Linked DNA regions of Astyanax mexicanus: region 1 is linked to region 2. The links are chromatin contacts, called in public Hi-C maps. All regions are on one chromosome and are shown on one strand. Each heading gives the region's core, a stretch centred on a gene start, on an enhancer-like site or on the middle of the called end of the contact. The rest is flanking DNA. Distances are from core to core; before and after follow the strand shown.

Region 1 (5,336 bases), core at 2,516-5,015, 92 kb before region 2:
TCTTCATTACAGGCATTTTGATAGCCCAACATTATTTTTATAAAGTTCTGCAACCAGTGGCCTTATGGGTGCACTATTTCAGCAGGGCAATGCTCTTCCACATATGGTACCAGTCAAAAGTTTGGACACACCATTTCTTATTTAATGTGTTTTCTTTCTTGTAGAATTACTTTGTAATACTTACAAATCTTTTAAATAGCTACATTTAGCTTTGAGGACAGATCTGCACACTCTTGGTATTTTAATCTCAGTGTCTTCATGAGGGAGAGTCACCTGAAATAGTTTTCTCAGTGTCTTGAAGGAGTTCCTGGAGGTGCTGAACAATAGTTGTTTAGGTTAAGGTCAGGGGATTGTCAAGGACAAACACTTTGTTTGTTTGTTTATTTACTACATAATTCCATGTGTCCCTTAACTTTTTTCATGTCTTTAATATTAATCTACAGTGTAGAAAATACATTAACTAAACAAAATAGATAAAACCATTGAATTAGAACTTAATTATAACTGGTACTACACTGCTGCTGTTTTAAGAGCTCACCTTGAAGACAAAGACACTATGCCATGGTGAAGCTGCATGGCCAGATATGTATTTGATTAAAACTGTGTGGGATGCTATTGGACTATCTATCAACACTTCACTTTTAATGTAAAATCTGCAGGAACTGTGTAAAATCGCAGGGCACCATTAGGAACCTCTACAACTCCATGCTGAGAAAGTTGGCATGTTGTCTTACACATGCATTGCACACACATTACGTCTGTATGTGTAGCTCAATAAATATAGCCAAGAGTTATAACCAAGCACATGTCAGTCTTAATCTTTCATCATTCATTGTTCCTGGTAACCTTTATCTTCCTTTTGAATAGCACTGCACTGCAATCCGACACTTCCTTCTGGGTGCACCTACTTTTGCAAACTATTTTTTTTCTTTGATGATGATGTCTGTAAAGTGTAAAACAAGTTCTCATCAAGATCTCATCAGTGTTGAAGAGGAGCACAAATGGATTTTAGCTGCCTGTAAATTAAGTTTACAGTGTGAACACAAAACACACTGATGTCAGTCGCAGCTGGTTCCCTTTCAGGTTCTGTTAAACAAAAAAAAAAGCGTGTGTGTGTGTGTAAATGTGTGCGTATGTGATTGTCTCCATGTGAGCCTGCAAATCAGTGGCGTAACACTTCGGCTTCTCCCTCCGCTGCAAACACATGTATATTTAATACTGTCCCTCCTCTACCTCCCTCCCTTCCTCCCTCCTTCTCTCCCTCCCTCCCTCCCTCCCTCATTCCCTCCCTCTCTCCCTCGTTCCCTCCCTCTCTCTCTCTCCCTCCACAATACAAATCAGCTGCCGCTCGGCCCCCGACACAAATAAGTACTGATGGAACTGGGTCGTAGCACGCAGTTCCCACCCTCCGCCTGACCACACTGCAGCTCCTCATGCTGGCCACTAGTTGGAGCCGTGAACGGCAGAAGGGGAGGGGAGGAGCAGGAGGAGGAGGTATAGAGGGGGGGGGGCGGTGTCCGCCACCACACACAAAGCTGCTATTGACAGCAGAAGTCCTGCAGCCGACGCCAGTGTGCTTCCTAAAGCCTATTTGAGCGCTGGTGGAGGTGGGGGCATGCTCTGGCCTGAGACAGTTGCGTGGCTGCTTATGTGGGTTGCATTTATTAAAGGAACAGGCTTTTTTTTTGGAATAAAACAGATTGATTGAGTGAGAAAACAGAGTTACAGCTACAAAATCTGCCTTTTCATTAATTAATCCTCCAGTTTGTTATAAAACTAAGCTGTAATACACTTCACAAAGCCATACATGCCATTAGATCCAATGTATTACCATACACAGCTCCGGAAAAAAATAAGAGACTACTTACAAATGATGAGTTTCTTTGATTTTAGGATTATAATCAATCCTTCAAACTAAGCTGAACTGCTTTAGTTTTTGCACCAGGAGTGAAATAATGTTATTCAAAAGCAGTGTGTAAGACTGGTGGAGGAGAACATACCAAGATGCATGAAAACTGTGATTAAAATCCAGGATTATTCCACCTTCCACTTGATTTATGAACTATTTATGAAAACTTTATAAATATGAACTTGTTTTCTTTGCATTATTTGAGGTCTGAAAGCTCTGCATCTTTTTTTGTTATTTCAGCCATTTCACATTTTCTGCAAATAAATGCTCGAAATGACAATATTTTTATTTGGAATTTGGGAGAAATGTTGTCAGTAGTTTATAGAAAAAACAATAATGTTCATTTTATTTCAATATAAACCTATAAATAGTAAAATCAGAAATTTAAGTGTTCTCTTAATTTTTTTATTCAGAGCTGTATATTTAACTTTTTGCCATTAATTTTTTATAAAATTTATAAAAAAAATTATTAATTTGCATTCATTTTTTATAAAAATTAATATGATGTCTTTGTTAATTTTAAATATATATTATATATTATTTATATTATTTATATAATGGAGCATTCCTTTACGAGTAAGTATATGGCTTTGGTAAGTGTGAAAAATGCTCAGACGTGGTCATTTAACCCTGTTATTCTACCTCTGAATGAAGGTGAACTCACAAACAATATGATGTGCTCTGCTCTGATTGGCTAGTTTATGATAAGATACACAATCAAAATCTAAAAAATCTAAAAAATTAAGATGAAGAAACACAGATCATTCCTCGATCACAGAGGGTTAATGCTTTTAATTAAAAAAAAAAAACAATAGAGAGACCAATGGATATTTACATATTACAGGCATTGGAGTCAAGCAAACAGAAAATCTCATCCACCTATGTGCATCTCCTGTCCAACTCATCTGCCCCACAGTCTCAGCAACACAACTGTCTCCATACTCAAAACACTCAAACCAGAAAAAAGAAACAGAAACAATCTAAACTGATTTTACCCACAAAAAAATCATGGAATTTCCCTTGATACCCCAAGAGGGCTCAGCAACACTGTCAACAACTATAAGTGGTTAATCCAGGTCAGAAAAACAGTTTGTATTGCGCCTAAAATGCTCCAACAATGCAGAGGCTGGCAGCTGTGTTGGCTGTTACTATCGCTGCTAACCAGCAATTCTAGGTTTCAGACAAAGATTCAGAACAAGTTGCGGACATGATATACATATCGTAGCAAACAGCAATACTTACTTTATCCAACCAATCCTCACTCAGCCTATCAACAACTATCAGTGAATAATCCTGCTCAGAATAATAGCTAAATTTCAAAATTGAATATCATCATACATCCCACAGCAGCCACGCAGTGTATGTTTACTAGAGTCATCATCCATCATAAGTGAAATTAATTATTTATTTATTACTTATTATTTTTACTTTGTTAATACTTTAGGGGTCATTTTGAAATGGTGATACTGTGATATTTTCTGATAATGTTATCATACGGCAAAAATAACATACCCTTGCAAGCCTACACTCAATTCCTTATTTCGGTCTTGATTTGATCTACTTTTCATTCTACAAAAGACACTTTGATGAGCATGAAGCAGAAAGGATGTGAAATCTGAACAAAGTACTGGTTTTACTGAAGCAGCAGCAGGAAAATACACAGCATTTCCACAGAAGGCAACATGTCCTCGTGCTAAGCACTGATGCTGAGCAGTGTATTATACAGCAATTGTGATTAAGGTAAGTGACAGCACTTCAGAGTGTGTCTGCACATGGCGTGACTGCAGATTTATTAATGATCAGGGAGCGTGCGAGCAGATGTATAGACAGAGCAGAGAGACCGCTCACACGCTAATGGTGCAAGACCGCTATTAGAGGGATTAAGACGGGGTAATGGGGCAGTGCTCACAGTAGGGGCCGGCGAGGGGGTGGGGAGGGTGCAACTGGCATTTCTGGAGAAGCTGCTTGATCTTGCCGCATCAAAACGCTACGATTCTTATTTAAATTCAGAGATGGTGTAATAAGGGACCGGTCTGGGAGCAGTGAGGAATCGACTGAGGAGAGAGACGTGAGAATATGCAATATGTCGCACTCACTGCTGACACAGATGTGCAAATGCACACATATACACACTAGCGGTGTGCCATATCGTACACGATAATATCGTTAACATTTTTTAATATCGTGAACGATATTATACCCTAAAATATTGTGTCGTATCACCCATCCCATTTCCCATTATATATCTACTAGAGACAGATTATATCTGTCCAGTATCATTTATTTTACTTTAATCCTGGATATATGGAGATATATGGAGTGCATTCTTATTAGCATCATGATATTCTAGAGCATTGACTTCTGTTACAAATCAATAAATATATTTTTATAAATGTATTTTTTAATATCTCACTTAGGGGTGTGCAGTATTATATTGTATGTAATATATAAACATATATATATATATATATATATATATATATATTTTTTTTTTTTTTTTAATGATTAATTAATTAATTATTTTTTTCTTGCAGTGTATAGTGTATTTTTTATTTTTTTTAAGTGTTTTATCATATCGCCAAGAGTATCATTATCACAAAAAAACATGAAATATTGTGATATTATTTTAGGGCCATATTGCCCACCCCTAATACACACACAGCTTGTCTTTTAGTCCCTGAAGCGAAGTATTGCCAACAAAAACAAAAACTCTCTCTGGAGCAGATAAACATGAACCTATAATGGCACCATGCCTAATGCCAGGCTTGGACTAGAGGACTTGCTTCTAATATTAACATCATTATCATAATTTATGAAAACACTTACATTTCTAAGCAGTGGTCAAAAAACATATGTGTGTAGCTAATTAGCGAATAATGTCCAGAATCAATGTAAATGCAGTATTATGTGAGAATTAGTATATATCATTTTGCTTCTGGTTTCTTTCTACAGGTTGGGAGTAAGGGTGTGCCATATCATATTGTACACAATAATATCCCGAACATTTTTGAATATTGTAAATGATATTATACCCTGAAATATCATGCCATATCACCCACCCCTAATTATCACATCAGGGTACTACTTTTTTTTTTGCTGTTTTTGCAAAAGAAAAAATTACACTGTTGTCATTTCCTATTATATATCTACTAGAGACAGATTATATCTGTCCAGTATCATTTATCAGTCCTGGATATATGGAGATATTTGGAGTGCATTATTATTAGTATCATGACATTCAGGTCCATTGACTTCTCTTACAAATGTGATAAAATTCTTGCGCTTTTTTATTGTATCTCAGTTAGGGGTGAGCAAAATTTATGCAATTAAAAAAAATCATTTTTGGCAGTAGTGTATTTCTAAAATAATATATATAGATTTTTTTATTCAGTGTTTTGTCATATCGCCAAAAGTATCATTATCGCAA
Region 2 (5,263 bases), core at 117-2,616:
TGGCTAGTATAATCCACTGAAGCGTCTCTGTTTAGGAACAATACAGAAGCGCGGAGCGAGTGAGCGGACTCCATTGACTCCCCCACAGCCCTCCATATATGAGAGAAGGCGGCAAAAAACACACACACTCACACACACAGACTGAGGAGAGAGAGCGATAGATAGAGAGAGGGGGCACACGAGAGAAAATGATACTAGCTGGCTAACGTCGATGTAGTTTCTCTCCCTCTCTTTGGAGCTATTTATAGAGCCGTCCTCACTCTTCCCCTGATACGCGAGCAACAACACAGTCTGGCTTCTGAGCAAGGGAGGAAGGAAGAATGGTGAAAAATCCTCGTTTCACTTTGCAACTAACGCAAGCTAGCTAACCCCAGCTAGTTAACTAGCGTTCTGGAGGAGCTAAAAATAAAAACCTGACCCTCCTCTTCTTGTCCTCACTCTCTCACTCCCTCCCTCACTCTCTTTCTTTCTCTCTCTTTATCAGTCTCTCAGTCACCCAGTCACAGAAAGAGAGAGACTAGGGAAGGAGGTAACGTTAGTTAGCCACCTAGCGAAGACAACAAACGAACATGTTTAACCAGCTAAAGAAACCTTATTAGCTATGCAGTTAGTTAAGATAACTAGTTAGTCAGCTAACCTAGCTAGCTAACGCAAAGCTAGTTAACCTGTTTAGCTAGTTAAAACAATAAGAAAACAACATTAAGCTAACATTAACGCTAGCTAACAACAACAGCAGCAGCAGCCGTAGCAACAAACAGCAGCAGCAACTGCAATCTTCCTTAGCTACCAAACCTAGCTTAGCTTTCTTAGATAAGCTAAAAACCAACAAACAGAAGAGAAAGGAAAAAAACTGAAGAGAAAGGGGAAAAAACTTCCTTCCTTTCTCTGGTTATAAACATAACTAGCTAGTTAGCTAAGTAGAACGAAATTACGAAATAACGTAACGTCCTCTCCCGGAGATATTTCTCTCTTTCTCTCTCTCTCGCCAGTTTCTCTTCTTCTTGTTCTCCTTCTTCTTCTTGTAGAAGTAAAGCTAAATAAAATCAAACAAAAGCCAGAAACGAGTCCGAGTCGCTGACAGACAGATAGATAACTAAGATACAGGATAAGCTAGATAAGGAACAGATCCACCGCCGATAGCTCCAGTCACCGAGTAAACACGGCCGTCTGACGAGCCTCCTCAGCTATCTGCCCTGCTCGAGTCGGCCAGAAATCACACAGCGAGCTCTCTCCGAAAGCGTCCACGGCGTGCCATCCGTCACTGTTGCACTGTTTAGCCGCTGTTTCCCCGAGTCGCCGAGAGCTGCCGAGCGCGAGCGAGAGGTTCCGAGCGCTTCCGAGACACTCCGAGGACAAATCGAACAGAGCGAGGCTCCTGGATCCTTAAAAAAAAACACACACAACACACGCGACGCACGCTCTGTGTTTGGATGGAGGCTATGCAAATAGAGGGGTCTTACTTTATGTGTGTGTATGTGTGTTTTAGAGAGACAGTGTGTTTGTGAGAAACGGTGTAGCTTATGTGTGTGTATGTATGTGTTTGTGTGTGTGAGAGAAATAGATAATTGTTTTCTAGAAATTGTTAATTTCTACACTTTAGAAATTGTTAATCTCTGAGACAGTCCACTATTATTTACTGTTAAAACTGTATAACTCAGGCATTGGCAACAGAAATGTATCACTATTTATCATGCCAATAAAGCACATTGAATTGAATTAAATTGAGAGAGAGAGAGGCTGTGTGTGAGAGAGAGAAACAGTGTAGCCTATTTGTGTGTATGTGTGTAACTTTGTGTAAATATGTGTGTATGTGTGTAAGAGAGAGAGAAACAGTGTAGCATATGTGTGTGTGACTTTGTGTTTGTGTGTGTGTAAGAGAGAGATATTGTATTTGTGAGGAAAAGTGTAGCCACTGTGTGTGACTGTGTATATGTATGTGTGTGAGAGAGACAGAGATACTGTAGATGTGACAAACAGTGTAGCCTATATGTGTGTGTCTGTGACTTTTTTATGTGTGTGTGTCTGTGTGAGAGTGAGAGAGAGGCAGAGACAGAGAGATAGAGACGGTGTGTGTGTGAGAAACAGTGTAGTGTGTGTGTGCTTACGCTAACAGTCGCTGGCAGCTTTTCGCGCTATTCGACAGCCCACCACGCATAGCTATGTAATGGCGGCCGCCAGGCTTCGACAGAGACTCGCTTTCCTATTTGGCAAAGTAGAGCACAAAAAAAGCACGTGATCAAAGCAAAGGGATTACAGCAGCGTTTTCAGCCTCTTTTGATAGAAAAAAGAGAGAGAGAGAGAGAGAGGGACAGAACCTCATCTCGACGCTAGAGGCGCTGATACCCAATTAAACACACCATAAGCAGAAGAAAAAAAAAGAAAAGAAAATACAAAACAGAGAGGAAAAAAGAAAGAAAAAAGATGAAAAAGCAGAAGAAGATAAAGGCATGCTCCCTCTAATATGCCACTGTGTTTTAGATGAAGATGAAGTGTGTCAGACCTTCTGTGTGTCAAGTCCAAGCACAAAAGTCATTTTGCAGACTAATAAAAAATGAGTTTTTACATGAGTTTTTAATGTAGTGTGTAAACTTTCCAAGCAGTACAGTTCTATGGTGATATCATGTAAAAAAAAAAAATAGTAACATGTGGCGATGACTTATTAAAGCGTTAATGATGTCATTCCCATGCCTTAAGAAGTCGTCCCCATGACTTAATTATTTTGTTCCCATGCCTTAATAAGTTGGGACCATGACTTAATTATTTTGTTCCCACGTCTTAATAGGTTGTCCCCACAACTAAATATCTCATTTAGATAGGCACTATTAGTGTTGAGCGTATTAAAAATCTACACAGTCAATTTGTCAGACTGTGATTGTGTAGTTATTACCATCCTGTATGGCAAGCATATATTTTGATATATTTTAAGTTCAGCACCCCACTGACTGACAATGTTGATACATCCAGATCATTTTAATGCACAATAATCTAATTTAACTAGCTCATTCACCAACTATATTATAAATGCACAGAGACTTTTATTTGAAAAAATAATGACGGCAGTTATTACAAATATAATAATGACTAGGTCTGAAATAAAATGATTTAATTGAAAATGAATGAATACTCTTTTCTAATCTACTTTATAAAAGAAAACAAAAGTATCTGGCAAGTCTCCCAGAAAATGCTGAGAAAAATGCCAATAACCAGCTTTGCCATTAGTAAGCCAACATTGGTCAGCTACCTTCTTTCTGCCAGAGATGAGATTAGCTTCCATTCTGAAACTTTTCCATGTTTCCATTGAGTTCCTGAGCAATTTAAAATAACTGAAAAATGTTTCTAAATAAGTTAGATTAAGAAAGAATCCAAACAAACAAATAAACAGTAATTACAGCCATATATTGTTTGTGAAAGAATAGGATGTATGACTGTGTTTAGAATGATCATGTGCATATTCTTTTCCTCTGAATTTGGATGTGAAAGGGTTAAAGAGGATATGAACCTAACCATGTCTTATGATTGACAGGAATGACACAGCTTCCACATTTATCATCAGCTGATGAAGGAGTGCACATATTAAAAAGATAACTCTCCATATCTCTGCTGAGCAATTGCATCATGTATAAGAAAATTACACCCATAACACTTTACAGTATGAATTCCTATCTCATTACTTCACTGCTTACTTTTTGCAAGAAGGCCAGTAAGATGTCTTTAAACTTGCCAATTCTAAACATGTATTTATATTTACACACTCATAGTAATATGTATCTAACATTTTTTCACAATTAACCCAGCTAAAATAAACATGAAATGTAATAGACAAAAGTAAGATAAAAAACAGAAAAACAGTATCAATTAATTACTATTTTTTGTCATTTGATTGTAAATGCAACACAAATTGTCATAATTCCACTTTACTTAAAGTTTTTTTTATCCTCTTTACCCCAATTTACACAGCCAATTACCCAAGCCACTCATTAGGACTCCCCCTATCACTAGTGATGCCCCAACACCAGGAGGGTGAAGACTCCGGGTGAAGTCAGTCATCGCCTCTTTTCGAACTGCTGCTGATGCGGCATTGCCGAGTAGCATCACACTCAGAGGAAAGCGGAGCGACTTGGTTCTGATTCATCAGCTTACAGATGCCTTGTGCTGATCAGATTCCACCCAGAAAGAGCAAGGCCAATTGTGCTCTCTCGGGGCTCCGGTAGCTGATGGCAAGCTACATAAACAGGATTCGGATAAGAACTGGAGATCTCCCGGTCATAGTGGCTGTGCCTTAGACCGCTGGACCACTCGGAACCCATTTCGTTTGACACCAGCTGTTAGATAGTATAATAAACAGTGCAGTTATATAAGGTGTACTGTCATAACCTATTAACATATTGTAATAAAGTTGTTATACACTGTTATGAAATAAACTACAATGTACACTTTACACTACAATGAACATTTTACAGACAAAAATACTGAGATACCTGCTTATTCACTGTTCTCTGTTATTTGAGACATTATGGCAACTGTCTCGACTGTCCAGGGAGGGATTTGTACTAGACTGCTGTGAGGATGATTCCCACCTCTGCAACTAATCCCAAAAGTATTGGATGGAGCACTGCTTCACAACTTATGCTGGAAAGCTTTTTACCTCTCTAGTCCATGTCTGGCATTCAACATAGTGCCAACTGTTTCAGGTATATCTGCTTCAGAGAGTCCTATTCTATTGGCAATACTTCTCTACAGGCTTATGAGAGCCTACCTCAGGGAACAGCTAGGAAAAGGACACTCAGACCTGTATAAACTGTTCCAGTGAGGTCTGATATTCGGTTCCAGATAAATGAGACATTCTGTACCTGAAGTTCTGTTGAAATTTAATCTTCTTTAATCCACAGCATATAATTCCAGACTCCCAGGAATACATCATAGAAGGCATTACCTCCCACAGTGGACAGAGCAGTGTGTGGTTATGATGTGACCAGCGACCTCTGGCTAGAAATGTCAGTGTAAACAGACAAGCAACTCTGGCAGAAATCACAATTACATTTAATGCAGGAGGCCCCACACACATCAGCCTCTATACGACATAGCAAAAGTAATAGGACATGATATTACAGTTCTATGTCCCATGACACCTGGCATGTCAGTGCATATGCTGTACTGAAATTAAGAAATTGAAAATTATACACTGGCTGGCCAAAAAAAAAGTCTCCACCTGGATTTAACCCTCCTATTATCTTTGGGCTCAATCTGACCCCATTCATTGTTT

What was found. A called contact is a pair of places that touch in the nucleus more often than the background predicts.
Region 1: a Hi-C map of muscle shows a contact between it and region 2, with 7 times the contacts expected there. The contact joins the enhancer-like site here to the promoter of LOC103034396 in region 2. A contact is called at or near these places in 2 of 3 Hi-C or Micro-C datasets (both in muscle).

The regions. Positions count from the first base shown.
Region 1 is chr1:20,387,635-20,392,970 of AstMex3_surface, reverse strand. The region is part of intron 2 of LOC103034396 (mediator complex subunit 13L); the gene reads right to left. Among protein-coding and RNA genes, the nearest start is that of LOC103034396, 93 kb to the right of the region's middle. Within about 2 kb of position 3,765, the one cell type or tissue checked has an H3K27ac peak away from gene starts, as active enhancers do.
Region 2 is chr1:20,293,363-20,298,625 of AstMex3_surface, reverse strand. It overlaps LOC103034396 (mediator complex subunit 13L), which reads right to left and starts at 1,366. Exons shown (of 31, transcript XM_049474584.1): 1 at 1-1,366.